2 separate regions of the Sus scrofa genome follow, and region 2 is linked to region 1. The links are chromatin contacts, called in public HiChIP or PLAC-seq maps. All regions are on one chromosome and are shown on one strand. Each heading gives the region's core, a stretch centred on a gene start, on an enhancer-like site or on the middle of the called end of the contact. The rest is flanking DNA. Distances are from core to core; before and after follow the strand shown.

Region 1 (4,191 bases), core at 1,032-3,531:
TGGACTCGAGGCTCGGATCCTGTGTTGCTGTGGTTGTGGTGTGGCTATAGCTCCGATTAGACCCCTACCCTGGGAACCTCCATATGCCATGGGTGCAGCCCAAGAAATGGCAAAAAAAAAAAAAAAAAAAAAAAAAAAAGAAAGAAAACAGAGTGCAGCCCGGGGACTGAACAGAAGCTAAGGAGAAGTAGACAGATTTGATAGGCATTTAAAAGGTAGAATAGGAGTTCTTGTCATGGCTCAGTGGTTAATGAATCTCACTAGGAACCATGAGGTTGCAGGTTGGATCCCTGGCCTTGCTCAACCTTGCTCAGTGGATCCCGCGTTGCTGTGGCTCTGGTGTAGGCTGATGGCTACAGCTCCGATTCAACCCGTAGCCTGGGAACCTCCATATGTCGTTGGAGCAGCCCTAGAAATGGTAAGACCAAAAAAAAAAAAAAAAAGGTAGAATAGGCAAGATTTGGAGATTGCCTTTATGAGGATCATGTAAAGGGGTCAACGATTCCCCCTGGCTTTTTTGCTTGGGGCAATGTTTTAATGGCGGGTCATACAGTGAATGAGGAACTTGCAAGAGAAGGGCAAGTTGGGGAAGTAAATCAAGGAATTTTAGTTGATATGTGCTGAGTTTGAGGTGCCTCCTGGGACATCCAAGTGCAGCTGTTCAGAAGTCAGTTGGATTTATAGACTGGACGTTCAGAGAAAGATTTGGACTAGTAATCTGGACTTGAGAACCATTAGCAAATAGAAAGTAATAGAAGTGAGTGAAATCATTCCAGGAGAGGGAAGAGAATGGAAAGAGATATGGTCTAGAACAAAACCCAAGGAACATTTAAGGGAAGGGCTGAGGAAGAGAAAAAAAAAAGGCAAACTGATGAAGGACAGGACAGAGTCAGCCCAAAGTCACAAGGAGTGATGAACTGGGATGCATCCTGGATTCAGCAAAGAAGTCTGTGGTGACCTTGCAGAAGGTTTTTGTGGAGCCAGATTGCAGTGGATTGAGGAGTGAGTGGGAGGTGAGGGGGGGGGAGACAGCTGGAGTGGACATTTTTCAAGATGTTTGGCCAAGAATGGAGAGAGATATGGCGATAACTTCAGAAGGAACTAGAATTGACAGTCTTTTTCTTTTCTTTTTTTTGGTCCTTTTTTTTTTTTTTTTTTTTTAAGGGCTGCACCGGTGGCATATGGAGGTTTCCAGGCCAGGGGTCGAATGGGAGCTACAGCCGCCAGCCTACACCACAGCCACAGCAACTCCAGATCCGAGCCCCATCTTCGACCTACACCACAGCTCGTGGCAACACCCACAGAGCAAGGCCAGGGATCAAACCTGTGTCCACATGGATGCTAGTCGGGTTTGTTTCTGCCGAGCGAAGATGGGAATTCTCTGAGTCTTTTTCTATTCTAATGTAGGAGTGGAAGAAAATACAAGAGAAAGGAAATAATCGAACTTCTGAGAGGAGCAGGAGAGATCCAAGGCACAAATGTCAGGATTGTTCCTAGGACAGGAAGGACCTACTTCCATTTCTGAGCCAGATGGATGGAGGAAACGATGGCCTGGTTTGGAACCTTGGTAATGGGTACCTCTCTCTCCGGATTCTGTGGCCTCTTGGAGGTTGGAAGCCAGGCTATGCGTAAGGAGTCTGTAGGAGGAACCTTTCCCCTCAGCTAGTCTAAGTATAAGGTTTCCAGCACGACGGAAGTAGTCACGGCCCTAAGGCAAGAGCCCGGTGGGAAGCGGGTTGAGGCTGAGGATTTAAGATTCGAGGGATGAGAGGCTGGCTGGAAGTGGGATGTCCCTCTGACCCTGAGGAAAACTGCATCTGGGCCACCGATTGAGAGGGTTTTTTTTTCCCAGAACTTCATGCTGGGCTCTGATTTAGGCTCCCCTTTCCTCGTCTAGGCAGCCTGCCTTCCCCGGCTTGTGCCTCACGTCTAGGCCTCAAGCCTCCTCGTCCCCACCGAGGACCAGCTGGAAGCCATTTTGATTAAGCTCCACCACAGGAGGAGGACAATACAGCCCCGCCCAGAGCCAGGCGCGCCCCCGCGGCGGGCCGGGTGCGCGTGTCCGCGCCTCTTCCCGCCGGCCTGGCGGGCGCCGGGCTCAGGCCAGGGCGGCGCGGGGCGGGGGGTGGGGGTGGTTATGTAAGCGTTGCGCGCTCCCGCGAGGCGGCAACCAATGAGAAGCTGCGGAGGCTCGTGCTCGCGCACGCAGGGTGGGGGGAGGGAGCGCACGACGTGCGCGCGCCCTCTCCCTCCTCCACCGCTGCCGCCTCCTTCTTCTGCCGCTCCTGGTGCTGCTTGTGTGCTCGTTCGGTGCGGACCTGGTACCTCTTTTGTGAAGCGGCAGCTGAGGAGACTCCGGCGCTCGCCATGGCCGACGAAAAGCCCAAGGTGAGCTCGGCGCCGGCCTCCTCGCCTCGCCGCGCGGCCGGGGTCACGGTGCGGGCCGGGGTCCGGCCCGAGCCCGCCGCGGGCTCCCCGCGCCTTCCCGGGCCCCCCACGGGGCGGCCGCGGCTCAGGCCCCGGCGCTCCGCGCCATTTTCCTCCCTCCCCTCTTCCTCCCTCCCGCGCCGGAGGAGGCCCCGCCGCCCTCCCCCGCCCCCGGCCGCCTCGGAGTGCGCGCCGGGCGCGAGTTGGGCGGGCAAATCGCGGACGCCCGCGGGCCCACCGGCCGCGAGCGGGGCTTCTCGGGCCCGGCCGGGCGGGCGCGCGTGACGAGGGGCGTTAGGGCGCGCGGTGTCCCCACCCTCCGCGGACCCTGCGCCGGGCCGCGGCGGGTGTTGCCGCCTCGGTGGTGGCGGGGAGTTCCCTCCGCCCCGGGCTTCCCCCCTCAGGGGTCGGGGCCGCGGGCATCTGGGGACCCCTGCCCCGGGCCGCCCTGGCCGGGTGAAGGCTCGGGGCGAATCAATGAGCAGCCGATGGGTTGGAAGCCGGATGCCCGTCTGGCCGTCGTGAGGGGCCGGGGATTGGGGATTCCCGGGGAGTATTTCCCACTTTTTTGGTGAGGCTGGGCAGGGGCTTTTCCTTGGGTCCTAGATAACCCCTAAGCTGCCGAGACCATGTGGTTTTGAGAAGTTGGAGGCAGATGTACGAGCAGAGAGACTTTGTAGGGCTTAACTTTTTAAACGCGGGTTTTGAGGCGCTGGGAGGCTTCTCCCTGGAGGACTAGGGCACACACTTCTTCCTGGCACACGGGCTACTTTCTTTGAGTTTGTTTTGTGACACCGCCTCCCTTCTGAAGAGATTTAAGGGCAACAGAGTTCCTTCTATACTTGATTTTGGTAAACTTCAGATTGGGTCGAAATCTACAAGGAAGACTTGCAATATAACAGCATTTGACTCATGACAACAAAGGGGAGGGGAGAATAAGCTCCCAACTAAAAATAAACAAAAATGAAGCTGCTCGTAGAGGCGAACAATAATAGTGGTTCTGAGTTATTACCGTTGCTTCGAAGAGAATCAAAGGATATTCTTCAATTAAGGTGGTTTTTTTTTTAAATCTACTTTGAGGTTTGTTATTAAACTGAATTTGGTAACTTTTTAACAGAGTCGTCTTAGAGTTTTGAATTGCAAGCTCTAGATTTTTTTCTTGCATTCTGTACTCTTAAGTACTTTGAAGAGAGACGATGCTTGTTTTTAATCTTTTTAGAGGAAAGGTATATTCTGAGAGATATGAAATATGTCATTAAAAAAACTCAGATTCAAGAGGGCATTGCAGTAAATTGAGTGGGACCTATCTTCGAAGATCGATTGTTGACAAGAATAGTATTGGATGTAGACTGCTTTTGTGTTTCTCTGACAGCTGTTTAATATTGTTGCTTTGGGATTTCTCATCTTTCAGACTGATTTCAGCAGCTGAAAACAACTGTATTCTTTTATCATAGAGAATGAGAAACCTGTTGATTTCCGAAGCAACTTGGGCTGCTGCTGCTTTGTATGGTGTTTGTTTTCCACATTTTCCAAATTATGCTTTTCTTTTTCTTTCAACAGGAAGGAGTCAAGACTGAGAACAACGATCATATTAATTTGAAGGTGGCGGGGCAGGATGGTTCTGTGGTGCAGTTTAAGATTAAGAGGCATACACCACTTAGTAAACTAATGAAAGCCTATTGTGAACGACAGGTGAGGAATTGACATGTGTACTTCCACTGAATAAAGCTTATTTTAAAAGAACAAACCTTATTTTCTTAAGAA
Region 2 (4,191 bases), core at 566-3,065, 150 kb after region 1:
CCCTTTTGCTGAATGAATGAACAGACAAATGAGTGAAAGTTATTGCCACTTTCTCATCTCACTTCATGGCAACTCAACCCTTCCATTGCTCAAGGCTTCAGCCCTCAATTCCTCTCTTAGTCTCACGTCTCACAGAGAATCCAGTAGCAAACCCTGCAGCCTTTCCCTTCTGAATTTATCTAGAGCCTGACCATTTCCCACGGCTCCTATTGCTTCCACCCTGTTCATCAACTCTTGCCTGTATTGGTGCAGTCTCCTCACCGGTCATCCTCTTCCTGCCATTCGCAGTCCATTCTCTAGAAGAGTGATCTTTGTCAACTAAGTTGGATCACTCACTCTTTGGTCTCAAACCCTCCAAGAGGTCCCCATCACATTCCGAGGAAAGCGAAAAAGGCCTGTAAGCCCTATAAACAGGCCTCCTCCCCGCCCTCTTCTCTTTCGCTTCATCTCCTCCGACTGCCCTGCTCAGCTGCATTGGCCTGACTGCTGTTCCTTGAACCAGTGGAACATGCTACTGCAAAGGGGTGGTGGCACCTGCTGTTCCCTCCACAGAATGCTCCTCTTCTCACTCTTCTCATAGCTTGCAGCCTTGCTTCTTCCAGGTTCTTACGCAAATGTCACCTTCACAGACCATCCTACTTAAAACTGCAACACTGCATACCCCTACCTCCTTCTTCCTTCCAGGCTTTATGTTCTCTAAAGTACTTATCACCATCTCACATACTTCGTATTACTGACTCTATTTGTGGCCTGTCTCCCTCCATTAAGCAGATAAGTCAACTAGCACTGCACTAGTATTTTTTTTTCTTTTTTGGGGGCCAAGACCATAGCTTGTGGAGGTTCCTGGACCACGAACTGAACCTGCACCACAGCAGTGACCAAGCCACTGCAGTGACAACGTGGAATCCTTAACCTGCTGCATCAACAAGACAACTCCTGCATTAGAATTTTTGTGTTTTGTTCTACCCCATGCCTAGCACGGAGTACACAACATGCTTTCAACAGACGTTTGTTGAATGAGTGAATGAACAAAGGAATGAATGAACTGCTCTCTTTCAGTCCTGTGGGTGAAAACTCGGTAGAATGAGTGGGTCCCATCTCTCCTGCTCTGGGCCCTGCTGCAGCACCTGCATACAGCAGGCTGTCAATAAAGGCATCCTGAGGAAACCAACTTGAAGCTCTGTTTTCTCAGGCGTGCTGGGGTTCCTAGAGGCTAAGGACAGTATAATTTGCCAGAAGGTTCCAAAAGAGAGCAACTTGGCAGCTTCCTGCCTTAATTGTCCACTGTGGAGGTCAATTTTGCCTTGAGACAAGAATTTGCGCCTGAGGGACGGGGAATGAAACCAGAAAAGCTAAAGTCTCATAAGAAGCACACCCCGTGCACTCTCCCCGGGCCGGCACACCTCGAGCAACGCGCGACGCCGCCACCCGCCCAAGCCAGCCCAGTTCCCGGTTGCTAGGGCAACCAGCCTCCTCCCGCCGCGACCGCCACATTTGCGTGCATCAGCCCCTAGGATTAGCTGCACGCCGGGCCAATCCGGCCCCGGCTTCCTGCCTTCACCAGCGGAGTCGAGGAAACACCCCTTCCGCCCTGCCCTCCCGGCTCACCGGGAGCCTCCAGGCGGTGTCCGAGCCCCGCGACTCGGGGTAGAGCTTGTCCAGGCTGTAGATGCTCTGGAATTCGGTGCCCTCTACCTGTTTGTGCAGAGCGCGGCGGGGATAGCGCGTGGGCGACGGCAGCAGCCAGGCTCCGGCTCGGTTCAGGCCCCAGCGCAGGCACCGGGCGGCCGCCATGTTGGGATCTCTGGGCCGCTTCCGGTGGGCGCTTCCTTCCGCGGTCCGCGGGCTCGCGCTTTCCTCGGGACTTTGGTTCCGCGTGGCCTTGATCTTCTGCGGTCGGAAGAAGGCGAGCTCAGATCCATCCCGGCGTTGGTCTCACGCGGAGCATATTAGAGGCTTCCCATCGGCCGCCTCCGGGAGGCCTGGTTGGTGATCTGAGGGCACCTGCCGCGGTGGGAAAAACGTTGGCCAGACAGCGAGCTCTCAAGGGCGCCTCCTGGTGCAAAGAGCCCCCGGATGTCGTGTCCCCCAGAAACACCGCTTCTCTCCTTTTCAGTCTGTGCCCTCCTGGACCGCTCTTCCCCTCAAATCTCGCAGCATCGGCGGGGCCTGCCCTAGTTCATCTCCATCGCCTTTACTCTTTTCCACGTTTTTTGTTTTTTGTTTTCCTTTCACATCGCTCAAACTTTTCTATTGCCTGTTTCCCAGCAAGAATAACCACCAGGAGGGCACTGGCTCACCGCTGGATCCCCAGTATCCAGAACCTGGCATATCATAGGTGCTCAATAAATATTGATAAGAGGAAATGCGTTTTTGAAAGTTGAGTTCCGCTAGAGCTGAGTTTATGACTTCAGGCTCATTCACAAGGCAACCTATAAGCAAATCCCTGCTGAACACCTGTGTGAAGGCAAATACCCGATGGAAGGAGAGAGGTGGGCGGGTTGAAAAAGACGTATTTAAAAAAGTGAAGCCCCACCCCCGCTTTGTGGAGCATGATGCAGTTTCTCCTAGCCAGGAGAAAAGGGGAGAATGGGGAAGTAGGTAGAGATTCTTTTTACAGGGCTGTTAGGAAAACCAGGAGTTCTCTTGCGGCTCAGCGGGTTAAGGATCCTGTGTTGTCACTGCAGTGGCTGGGGTCACTGCTGTAGCATGCGTTTGATTCTTGGCTGGAAATTCCCCATGCCGCGGGTGTGGAAAAAAAAAAAAAAAAAAGAAAAGAAAAGAGAGGAAGAAATGAACTTCAAAACTGAGAGGTTCTAACTCTGAGAAAGGTTCAAAATAGAGCAATGTTTGGAAACAGTTAAGCGTTAGCTAAGTTGCTTTGCTGAGAGGCGGTTTGGCAAATAGAAACAGCTCAATGAACATTAGTGATTATTAGTAACACTGGTGGCTGTTTCTTAATGGCAGGTTCTATTTTTAGGAAAAGCATAATTACCTAGAAAAACATGCCCCTGGGAATGCTGGCTGTTTGAAATAGGAGATTGTCATCAAGTCCAGGCTTTACCGTCTTAGCCTCATTGATACAGGCAAATTCTGGAGGAGGGAAAAAATGCTTGTGGAGCTGGGGCTTTGTAAACCCAAACTAGGAAGGGAATGGCAATTGACATGCGCCTTTTGGTCTCTAGGCTGAAAGGGGAGTCTCCGGGGACCCTCCCTGCCCGACTTAGTCTCAAGACCTCAGAGGGAACAGAGGCGTCTCCATGGTGACTGGAAAAAGCTGCTCAGGGGAGCAAAGCCAGGGACTGGCCCAGGTCGACAGCTCAGGGATTATAAATAATAAAATGAGCACCATTTCATGGCATCTTTGCTCTGAGCCTGGGCTCCAGCTCTGCACCTGACCCAGAGTGGAAGGAAAAGGAAGCTGCAGGTTTCCATGGCCCCAAATAAATGCAGCCTGCTCGGGCCATCTGGTGGCCTGGATTCTGGGAGAGGAGGGGGGTAGAGAAGAGAATGGAACAAGCCACCCTGGGGTGGAAAGAAGAGCAGCTGGCAAGCTCCTTTCACCTGCTGCTGCTATGAACCATCCAGAACAGAGGCCCTTCTGGGAGAAACAGGCCTGAGGTGTGCCACCTGTTCCCTCAAAAAGGTGGAACCCAAGGCTGAGGCAAGCCTTCTCTTTCACCACACTGGGCCTCTATAGGCTGAAATGGTGCTTTAGGAAGGGGACATGCATAGGGGTGAGAAGACAGAGGGGAAGACAAGATAAAGCATCACTAAGCTGGAGTTCCTGTTGAGGCTCAGCGGGTTAAGAACCCGACATATTGGGAGTTCCCATTGTGGCGCTGTGGAAAACGAACCCAGCTAGTATCCATGAGGATGCAGGTTCAATCCCTGGCCTTGCTCATTGCCGTGAGCTGTGGTATAGGTGGAAGCTGCTGCTCGCAGCAGTGGCTGTGGCTGGCAGCTATAGCTCCAATTCGACCCCTAGCCCAGGAACTTCCATATGCTGCTAGTGCAGCTCTAAAAAACAAAACAAAACAAAAATTCCTGACATATTGTCCAAGAGGATAAGGGTTCGATCCCCTGACCTCACTCAGTGGGTTAGGGATCTGGCATTGCCACAAGCTGCAGCATAGGTCGAAGATGCAGCTTGGATCTGGCATTGCTGTGGCTGTGGCATAGACCAGCAGC

The links. HiChIP or PLAC-seq counts read pairs in DNA pulled down with a chosen protein or histone mark.
Region 2: an H3K27ac HiChIP or PLAC-seq map of alveolar macrophages shows a contact between it and region 1. The contact joins the promoter of MRPL58 here to the promoter of SUMO2 in region 1. A contact is called at or near these places in 1 of 5 promoter capture datasets (fetal liver) and 1 of 2 datasets of contacts at active chromatin or transcription factors (alveolar macrophages).

The regions. Positions count from the first base shown.
Region 1 is chr12:6,114,413-6,118,603 of Sscrofa11.1, forward strand. It overlaps SUMO2 (small ubiquitin-like modifier 2), which reads left to right and starts at 2,282. Exons shown (of 4, transcript NM_213984.1): 1 at 2,282-2,388; 2 at 3,988-4,119. The coding sequence starts at 2,368.
Region 2 is chr12:6,264,050-6,268,240 of Sscrofa11.1, forward strand. MRPL58 (mitochondrial ribosomal protein L58) reads right to left here and starts at 1,816. Exons shown (of 6, transcript NM_001244295.1): 1 at 1,609-1,816. The coding sequence starts at 1,794.